Regions from separate parts of the Capsicum annuum genome. Here region 2 is linked to region 1. Evidence: chromatin contacts called from public Hi-C data. All regions are on one chromosome and are shown on one strand. Each heading gives the region's core, a stretch centred on a gene start, on an enhancer-like site or on the middle of the called end of the contact. The rest is flanking DNA. Distances are from core to core; before and after follow the strand shown.

What was found. Hi-C and Micro-C count contacts between places; a contact is called where the count stands out from the background.
Region 2: a Hi-C map of leaf shows a contact between it and region 1, with 2.2 times the contacts expected there. The contact joins the promoter of LOC107851196 here to the enhancer-like site in region 1. A contact is called at or near these places in 2 of 5 Hi-C or Micro-C datasets (leaf and placenta).

The regions. Positions count from the first base shown.
Region 1 is chr12:3,053,395-3,058,517 of UCD10Xv1.1, reverse strand. It overlaps the pseudogene LOC107849531. Among protein-coding and RNA genes, the nearest start is that of LOC107851751, 16 kb to the left of the region's middle. Within about 2 kb of position 2,172, at least 3 of the 5 cell types and tissues checked have an H3K27ac peak or open chromatin away from gene starts, as enhancers often do. A contact at or near this core is called in leaf, where this site is marked.
Region 2 is chr12:3,098,433-3,103,555 of UCD10Xv1.1, reverse strand. LOC107851196 (60S ribosomal export protein NMD3-like) reads right to left here and starts at 3,053. Exons shown (of 4, transcript XM_047400560.1): 1 at 2,782-3,053; 2 at 720-1,147; 3 at 1-717. The coding sequence starts at 1,124.

The sequences.
Region 1 (5,123 bases), core at 923-3,422:
TCATTTCTTTAATTTAAACTTTTTACGTAACTTAAGATCATAAAATTAAAAATATTTTTATATATTTAATTTAATATCACAATATTCAAAGTTTTAATTTTTTAAAATTCCTATTAGATCAAACTAAGCAAAACACTTGACATATCTAAAAATGAGAAGTTACTTTAAAAATTCTTAAATTCATCTTCAATTAATTTGCACCTTTCTATTATGCATAGGTTTGAAACCACCCCCAACGCCCCACCCACCCACCCCAAAAAAAAGATAACTTTATGGGTTAAAAAGTCACAAGAAAGTTGGACTTGGGTACCAAGAAAACATTTTTTTAAAAAGAAGTTAATGGATATGTTATCAAACTTTTTTGGTCCCACCAATAATTCCATCTATAAATTAACTCAAAACTTCTTTCACATATTCAAGAATCACTAGCCTTCTTCACTCAAAACCATTTTACAAATTTTCTTTTCTTTTGATTAAAATTGCCATGAATCTACAACAAACTACATATTTTCTTTCAAAACTTCCAATTTTGGGATGTTTTATCAACACCATTTTCAAATTTCTTTGTCATGAGAGCAATGATACACAATTACTTGACAGGGAAATCAATGATGATACGGCAAATGCTAGTAATATAGCAGCTCAAAAGCATTTTCAACAAGTTCAACACATCAAAGGTGCTTGAGATTATCAAGTACAAGTAGTGCTCCTGGTTTTTGGCCCCGCTTAATAATTTTTTTAGAAAAAATGATCTTTATTGTCCATCAGACATTAATTAGTTTTGTCTATGAGATATGAGTACAGAGACATTTCAATACAGTAAACCTACTCAATTGGTCGCAAGTTTTGCTTTGTAGTTGCTTAATTCCATCAGTAATATCTTCAAGTGGTACAAACTCGTCTCATAATAAGCAAAACTAAAATATATACGTACGTTATGACTAGAACTTATGTATGATAAGAAACGAATGTCATTTTTTAAAAAGATTTTGTCAAGCGGGATCAAAAATTCAATATCGCCCTATGACGGTTGTTTTTTCTTTTTTGCATTTTCTTCAATTTTAAAAGCATATATGTATCTGTAGTGTAAAATCATATAGTATAAATAGTTTTTCTGTTCTTCATTTTCTATTTTTTCTCTTAGGTTATTTGTCGCTACTGATAATTATTAGATGGTATTAAATATTATTGTAGTACAATTTTGTCTAATAAGCTTATGAATTTGATCATTGTACGTTTAGATCTGTTCAGATTTCGGTTCAAACTGTTAATCCAAATCGATAATTTGTTTATCGGGTTAATGGATCGGTTATTTTAATTATTGGATCGTGTGTCGGGTTTATAATTTCTATTAGTATTGTTTGTTTAATCGGGCCACCCGATAACCCGATAAAATTGACACCCACTGGCCCAAGTCCACCGATTATATTATGGGTAAAATTCAGAAATAACATACTTATCTCCTTAATTATGAGTTTCATGGCAATAGTTTCATAATTACATAATATAACAAGTTGCATTTTATATTTTTACAAACTGTTGCTACAAAATACAAATACATATGATTTTTACTACCCTTATGATCGATATGTATTTTGTATTTTTGCAAACTGTTGCTACAAAAATACAAATACATACAAATACATATGCTACAAAATGTAATTTGATAAAAGCTTTGCTATTTTTTGTAACTTAATACTTAAGGATGCTAATTTATGTATTTTTTCCTTATATTATTTATATTATTATTCACAATAGGAATTAGGGTATTAGGGTTTATGACTTTATTCATTATTTCCACATCGATTATACTCCCTCCGTCCCATTTTACTCGTCTCAAATTGGGATGACACAACTATTAAGAAAAATAATAAAACAAGTACCGGGTAACTTTGTCCACTGAACTTAAGCACATCTCGGCTATTCTAGCCACACTCCACCCCCAAGCACCGGGTAACTCTGTCCATCCAAGCTTAAGCACATCTTGACTATTCCACCCACAACCCACAAGTACGCGGTAACTTTGTCCACCGAACTTAAGCACATCTTGACTATTCTAGCTACACCCCACACCAAAGCACCGGGTAACTCTGTCCATCCAAGCTTAAGCATATCTTGACTATTCCACCCACAACCCACAAGTACCGGGTAACTTTGTCCACCGAACTTAAGCACATCTCGGCTATTCTAGCCTCAAACCACACCCCACCGCCAAGCACCAGGTAACACTGTCCATCCAAGCTTAAGCACATCTTGACTACTCCATCCCACAACCCACAAGTACCGGGTAACATTGTGCACCTAACTTAAGCACATCTCGACTATTCCACCCACCACCCCACAACACCCAATCCCCAAGTACTAGGTAACTCTATCTACCAATCAACTATTCCACCAACAACCCCACAACCCAAAAGTACCAGGTAACTCAGTCTACCAATCAGATTATTACACCCACAAGTATCAGGTAAATCTATCCACTCGAGCTTAGACAAGAAATCAACACAAGCACAAAGCCAACTGAACCAATAACAAAAAGATAAAAGACTTATTTTTTGATATAAAAAACACAATAAACACATAAATAATAGAAAAAAGTTTTAATTTTACCAAGCAAGAAGATTGCTAATGATTTCAAAATCCAACAAGAGATTGAACCTTTGCCTAACTCTTTGTGTCTTTGTCAGAAACCCTTGTTTAGTACTTTGTCAGAAAACTCTTCAGTATATTTTTGTTCTTTTATTCAAGTACTGAGAGAGAGAAATCTAAGAAGTGAATTTAGTTTTAAGGCACGTGTTCAATGCAAATTTTGGTGGCAAATTCAGTGCTAATCAATGCAAAGTCACCAAATGGGCCAAAATTGTAATCCACAAAAAGAATTGGTAAATTTGCACTTTTACCTTCATATTTTGTGGTCATAATAAATTTTAAAAATTCAATTTTCTTTCTTAAATTTTAATAAATTCTAAAATATTATTGAGATTTTTAAAATTTAAAATGTAAAAAAAAGGGTTGTTTCAGTTAATAAGTAAATATTTAAATATTAAATTTATATATTTAGACACCTCAACTCATTTTTACTATATTAGTTGAACACTCAAACCTACAAATATAATCATTCAAATATTTTTAAAATTTATGTATCACGTTAGTATAGGATGTCCATGAAAACACAATTAAAATAAGTTGAAATATTTAATTATCAAATTAAGATCAAATTGAAACTGAGATTTATTGATGTATACTCTTAAAGTGAGATCAAATTTAAAAGTTTGTTTACGTATATGTCAAATAAACGAATAAGAAGTGAGCTAGAAACCATCGAAGTCTCAAGTTCAAAATTCAACATAAACTAAAACACAAGGTAATTTTTCTTTTTGTGTTATTTTTTATATTAATTTTAGTGGATAAAAATATTTAATACCTATTATTAATAAAAAAATAACATATATCTTTCGAAATTAATTTGGATGTGCAAAAGTTGATTCCACGACCACGATTATTAAAATTTTAAAAAAAAGGATTTGGACCTTTTCTTTTCCTTCTACTATTAGTCTATTACAATGTCACCTTTTTAGCTCACTACAACTTTCACTCTTAGTACTCTTATTAAAATCCAAATTGCTTAGCCATAATCCCTCCATCTTAAGTACTCATAAAGGTATAATTCTACTTTCATCTCCTTTTAATTATTGTTTTTGAGTTATAGGATCTTTAGACCTTGCAAAACTCTAACAGTAAAACTACTAATTTGTTGCTTAAATTTAGTGCACTCTGTTGAAACAACTTCTTTAGCTAATTTTATGTGTTACTTCTTTTTGTTAACAGCCTCTAGCTGAAATGCAAGGTAAGGTTGCGTACGATACACCCTTGTGATGGGATCCTTCCCCGGACACTGTGCATAGCGGTAGCTTTAGTGCACCGGGTGCCCTTTTTTACTTCTTTTTGTTAGCTATGATATTTTATAAGCTTACAAGATGAAGCAGATAGATAGTATGATTATGTTTTTTTTATTACCAACATGGGTTATGGTGCAGGGGCTGCTCCACCCTTAATCAGAGGTCGAGGGTTCGACCTGAGTATGGAGAAAACTTTGTTGGGAATGCTGCCACCTTAATGGGCCCTGCAATGCGCGATTCAGATTAGTTGGGGCTCCAATGCGGCACGGGACACCGGATGGAAAACAAAAAAAAAGTTTCTTTTATTGTTTTCTTATTTTTCCATTTTGAAACTATGCTAGCGTTTGACCATAGATTTTGGGAGTAGTTGAAATTTGTCCAATTTTTGGGACTTGCACTCATAAAACTTTAAAAATTTTCCAAGTAACATGCATGTCCAGAAAAAAACTTCAAATTCCAAAAAATACGACTTCAAAAACTCTAATTTTCAAGTTTTTTTTTAGGTTTTAACTTCAAAATCTATAGCCAAACGGGAGCTACGAATGTATTTATAATAATGTGTTGATGAAAAAGTTGGTTTGATTTGGCTGAATAGATTGAAGCCTTGTATAGATATATTTGGACCTTTGGAGAAGCTTATTGTATGAGTTAAAATGTTGACGTTCAGATATTGTTGGCTATGATGGTTATAACACTTGAATCTTATTCAAGTGTAATAAAGTGTTGATGTTCAGATATTGTCGAGGTCCTGCAATAGTTTATACGTAAACGAATTTGATAGTTTAGGGGTAAGTTTGGCACTTTTGTTTGTTTGTCTGTGTGGTTCCACCTTAGCAAATGTCAAAGCCAAGACTAGACGATCATTAGAGGAAGGGGTGTATTATATTTGAGAAGAAAGACAACGATAGAATCATTCATCGATTAATAGGTGAACGGAGAGCGAGTGTAAGACTGGTTGGATACTTCCTGGGTAAATTGGAACCTTCTCGGTGATTGTTTTATCTTGAGCCGGGGTCTATCGAAAACAACCTCTCTATCTCACCTCTGAGTTAGTGGTATGGACTGCATGCACTTACCCCCGGACCCCACTTGGTGGGAATATACTGGGCATGTTGTTGTTGTTGTTGTCGGTGATTATTTTATAAGTGATCGGTTTGTTCTTATGTTTATATGAATAGCATTTCTATCCGGATAGTTTGGAGATTTTGTCCGTTTTGTCCAAAT
Region 2 (5,123 bases), core at 1,804-4,303, 44 kb before region 1:
GAGTGCATAATCCCCAGGATTTAGAAGATGCCCCAGATGTGTTCGTATGTTGAAAATTGTATCATTCTTTCCAAAATCAGATATACGAGCTACTTGGGCGTCTGCCAAAGCATACTTAGATCCACCAATGTTGACCTCAGAAGAAACAGCGTCAATATCTAGAACTATGTATTCCACAAGCTGCCTACTAGAAAGTAGGGACTTAAAAGACGCCCTCCAGTATTGTTCCGCATCCAGAAAACAGTTCCTGAGAGTAAATGGGTCAAGTAAGGCAATGTGGTTACTCACCTTGGTGCAGATCACAAGTGGTCCAAGATTCCCCAAACTATTTGAAACTTTTGGCGGAAGACAAATCAAGTCCTCACGACAAACTGGGGAAATTTCAACTGAAAAAGTATACTTATAGTTGTAATTGTTGCTCTTGGGATCATGAGACACCAGTTGTTTGTCATTACGGCTCCGACTGGGAACAACTTTTCCTATGAACTCCACAAACTTTACAGCATGACTTCTATTAGAGAAGAACAGATCAATTCCTTGATCCATTTGCTTAATCATTATAGCACGAGCAGCGGCATCATGCTTAAGAATAAGCTGTTCCAAATAGAAGAACGTTCGCCTGTGAGAAACATGCTGCCGTAGCTGCACTGCAGCCACCCACTGATCAGGATTAGCCTGAACCCTCGTACAGGATTCACACATTTGGTCTTGGATAACACATATTCAACTGTATACGCCTGCTCAAGGATAGCTCCATGAAGAACTTCTTTCTGAACCTTCAACTTGACTTTGATTCTCTTGGAGTGAGGTTCAGTCCAAATGAACTCTGCCTGCACTAAACGAACTTTATTCAAATTCTTCAACCTCTTCAGACAGAATGTCAATAGCTCCTTTGATTCTAATTGGGCTTTAATCCAGGTCCTAGGAGGCTGCAAATAGCTGTCACATTCAGGGCAATGACATATGATAACATGCTTCTGGAGACCCTCTGTAATGTCAATTTCAGACCTCAAGCAGTTGGCACACATATTGGCAGCATTTGGTTGCATATTTATACCACATTTGCAGCATAAAACATTTCCAATTGTATGATGCACTGTAAACATACCCATTTCTTGTGCCATGGCTGGTAAGAGACAGATAAGACCTAAGCAGAAAAAGGACAATAAAGATGATGAAATATGCATAAACAATCAAAATTACAAATCAGCTAAAAAGTATGTCATATATTGCAAAGCCAAAGTCTACATTAACATCTGGTGGGTAGCAGACTTTTATGTAACATACGCTTACTGTTACTGACTTCACAATTCACATTAATTCAGCAAATTCCAACTCCGACACTAACTCAATAAAATCAAATACAATAGACCAAAAAACCAAACAAGCAGTACAATCAATCACGTTTAGCTAAACTCACAAAAATTCACACAATCCATACTACAAAAGTAAAAAATAAGCAAACCCATCACATCAAAATCAAAAATTGAACTCACAAATAACTGATCAAAGTCAACGAGCACCACAAATAACACATACACAACAAATAACATAAACAGTGCATGTTTCAGCTTCAGGACAGCTATTAGTCCAATACAGGCGATGCTTTAATCTTCACATTGAAGCTAATCTGTTCAGGAATGTAAATAGTACTAAATGTCGGAGCTCTCAATTTACTTGTTCCAATTTGACTTGCATAAATGTTAAAAACTACATAGGTACTTAGATGTTTTCGTCCAACATATACATAAAATCTAATACTACTACTACTACTAAAGAGTGCAAATCCTTAGTTCATGAACAAAAGAATACATGTATCACAAAATTCAAAGAAAGTGTTCTTCTTCCAACACAAGGTTCATTTTTAACATAACAGTAGTGTCGTCATCATAAAGTATAAATGCAAGACCGACCTGAATCATATCTTTCCTTTTCACTCGGGCATTCAAAGTTGAAACATTGGAACGATTTATTGATTCCTAGAGGATCATAAACAGAACTTGACAAACTCACACTTTTCATTCTCCATATCTAGGAGGATCACAAGGAAGCAGAACTTGACAACTAATCTATGTATGTTGAGGAAAATACAATCAAATCTCTTCCACATACAGAAAAACAATTAATCGAGCATTTGCCCTTACTATTACTTCTCCTTTAACCCAACAAAGTAGGCAAATGACACTGTTAAACTATAGTTTAACCATTGTAGAATAAAATTAATCCATTCAACTTACTTTTAGTCAAATAAAAAGGTCACTAGTACATCACTTCCCTTTTTTAATATTTTGTTTGAGAAAATACACTCTTTCACCCCTGAACTATAAGCAAAATTGCTGACACACACCCGAACTTAAAGGGGGTCCTATTACCCCTGGACTAACCTTAGTGCCTATGTGGAACATACGTGTACCAACACACTGAACGTTCACGTGTGTGCCACATAGGCATAGTGGTTGTCAAAAATACGATTTTAATTAGTCCAGGGATAATAGGACCCCCTTTAAGATGGGGTGTGTCTCAGCATTTTCGCGTATAGTTCAAGGTGGAGATAGAGCATTTTCCCTATTTTGTTATATTGAGACATAGTAGCAATAGCCATAATTATCACAAGAAGTAAGCATGAAAATCGTCCCTTTCATTTCCATTGACATATCCAGGTAGGGAAGACGGGAAGTTACACTATGTATACATGGGTAAAACAGAAATTGAAGACTATCAACAACAACAACAGCAACAGAAATTGAGCATGCAAATGATCGATGGAGCAAAATTTGCTACCTGTTGAGCGCAACAAGCCAACAACACAAGCTTTCACCTTTGATTTTGTCTCTAGATTTTTGAATTTGAGCAGCGTTTTCAGTTTCGTGAATATTGAATTGCGAGAATGTGGAAATAGTGAATAAAGTCATAAACCCTAATACCCTATTCCTATTGTGAATAATACTTGGTGAACTTAGGCCAGTGGTCGGGTTATCGGGTGGCCCGATTAAAAAAACAAGGAATAACAGAAATTATAAACCCGGCATCCGACTCATTAACCCGATAAATAAATTATCAGTTTGAGTTAACGGTTTAAACCAAAATCTGCACAGCTCTAAGTACAATGATCAAATTCATAAACTTCATTACACTAAATTGTGCTACAATAATATTTCAATACCATATAATAATTATCAGTAGATACAAACAACGTAAGAGAAAAATAGAAAATGAAGCACAGAAAAACTATTAATACTATATGAGTTTACACGGGATATGCATATATGCTTTTAAAATTGAAGAAAATGCAAAAAAAAACTGTCATAGGGTCATCTTGAATTTTTGATCCTGCTTAATAAAATCTTGTAAAAAAATGACATTTGTTTCCTATCACACATAAGTTCTAGCCATAACGTACGTATATTTTAGTCTTGTTTATGAGGTAAGAGTTCGTGACATGAACTATGTGTTGGGAAGCAAACAATACATCACAAAAATAGAGGAAACATGTCCTATATTTAAAAGTGTCATCCAACTCCATTGGTATGAGGTCTTTTGGGAGGTGCCCAAAAACAAATACGTGAGAGCTTGGCCCAAAGCGGACAATATCATACTAGTGCGGAGTTCGAATATAATTGCACGCGGTCCCAACACTATGTTATTCTAATCACATTGTATGTATATGAACTATGTTGTTCAAACTCTTCAAAAGTGTCGACAGACTCGTATTTGATCCACTAAAATGAAGATGAATAAAACTATCTTCAAGTTATAGTGCTAATAATTCTCACATTGTATATAAACTATAGTTGCTCAGATTCTTCAAAAATGTTGACAGACTAGCATCTGGTTCTCCAAAAGTCGTGCAGTGTTTGAAGGACCTGACACGAGTATCGCAACCCTTATAACAAAGTTATTAATACCATACCATGTCACTTTTATTTTCTAACTCAGTAAATAAAACGAGCTACGAGTATGATAATCAATTTCCAAGTGGAATAATATTCTTGATACACATAATACAGAATTCTATGCATTGAGTCAACATGATTGTGACTTGATCAAATTATTCCAATCACATGGTTTGAAATTTATCACCATGACCTTTATCGTCACTCAATATTTACATCAAATTATATTAAACAAAAAAAACCTCAACTATGTCATTAAATCGATATAAACATGAAAATAAATTCGAAGTAAGCCAAAAAAGGATAATGAGAAGTACAATAATCAAATTCATAAGCGTTTTAAACAAAATTGTGCTACAATATTTCAATACTATTACTATATAATAATTATCAGTAGCTACAAACAACCTAAGAGTAAAAAAAATAAATAGAAAATGAAGAACAAAACAGCTATTAATACTATATGATTTTACACTGGATATGCATATGCTTTTAAAAATAAAGAAATTCCAAAAAAAAAAAAAAATCATCATAAGATCTTGAATTTTCGATCCCGCTTAACAAAATCTTTAAAAATATGATTGTTTCCAATCATACATAGGTTCTAGTCATATTCATAACATAATATTTTAGTTTCGCTTATGAGGTAAAAGTTCGCGACATTTCAAGATGTTATTGAAGCAAAACTTGCAACCAATTGAGTAAACATACTATATTGAAATGTCTCTGTACTCTTGTCTTATACAAAACTAATTTATGTCCGATGGACAATAAAGATCATTTTTTTCTAAAAAAAATATTAAGCGGGGCCAAAAAATCAGTACGAATGCTTGATAGTTGATACTATCAAGCACCTTTGATGTGTTGAACTTGTTGAAAATGCTTTTGAGCTGCTATATTACTAGTATTTGTTGTATCCTCATTGATTTCTCTCTCAAGTAATTGTGTATCATTCTCATGATTTTCATTAATAAAGTTCTCACGACAAAGAAATTTGCAAAGGGTGTTGATAAAACATCCCAAAATTGGAATTTTTGAAAGAAAATATGTAATTTGTTGTAGATTCATGGCAAATTTAATCAAAAAAAGAAAATTTGTAAAATGGTTTTTGAGTGAAGAAGGCAAGTGATTGTTGAATATGTGAAACAACAAATTTGAATTAATTTATAGATGGAATTATTGGGTGGGACCAAAAAAGTTTGATAACATAATTCCATTAACTTTTCTTAA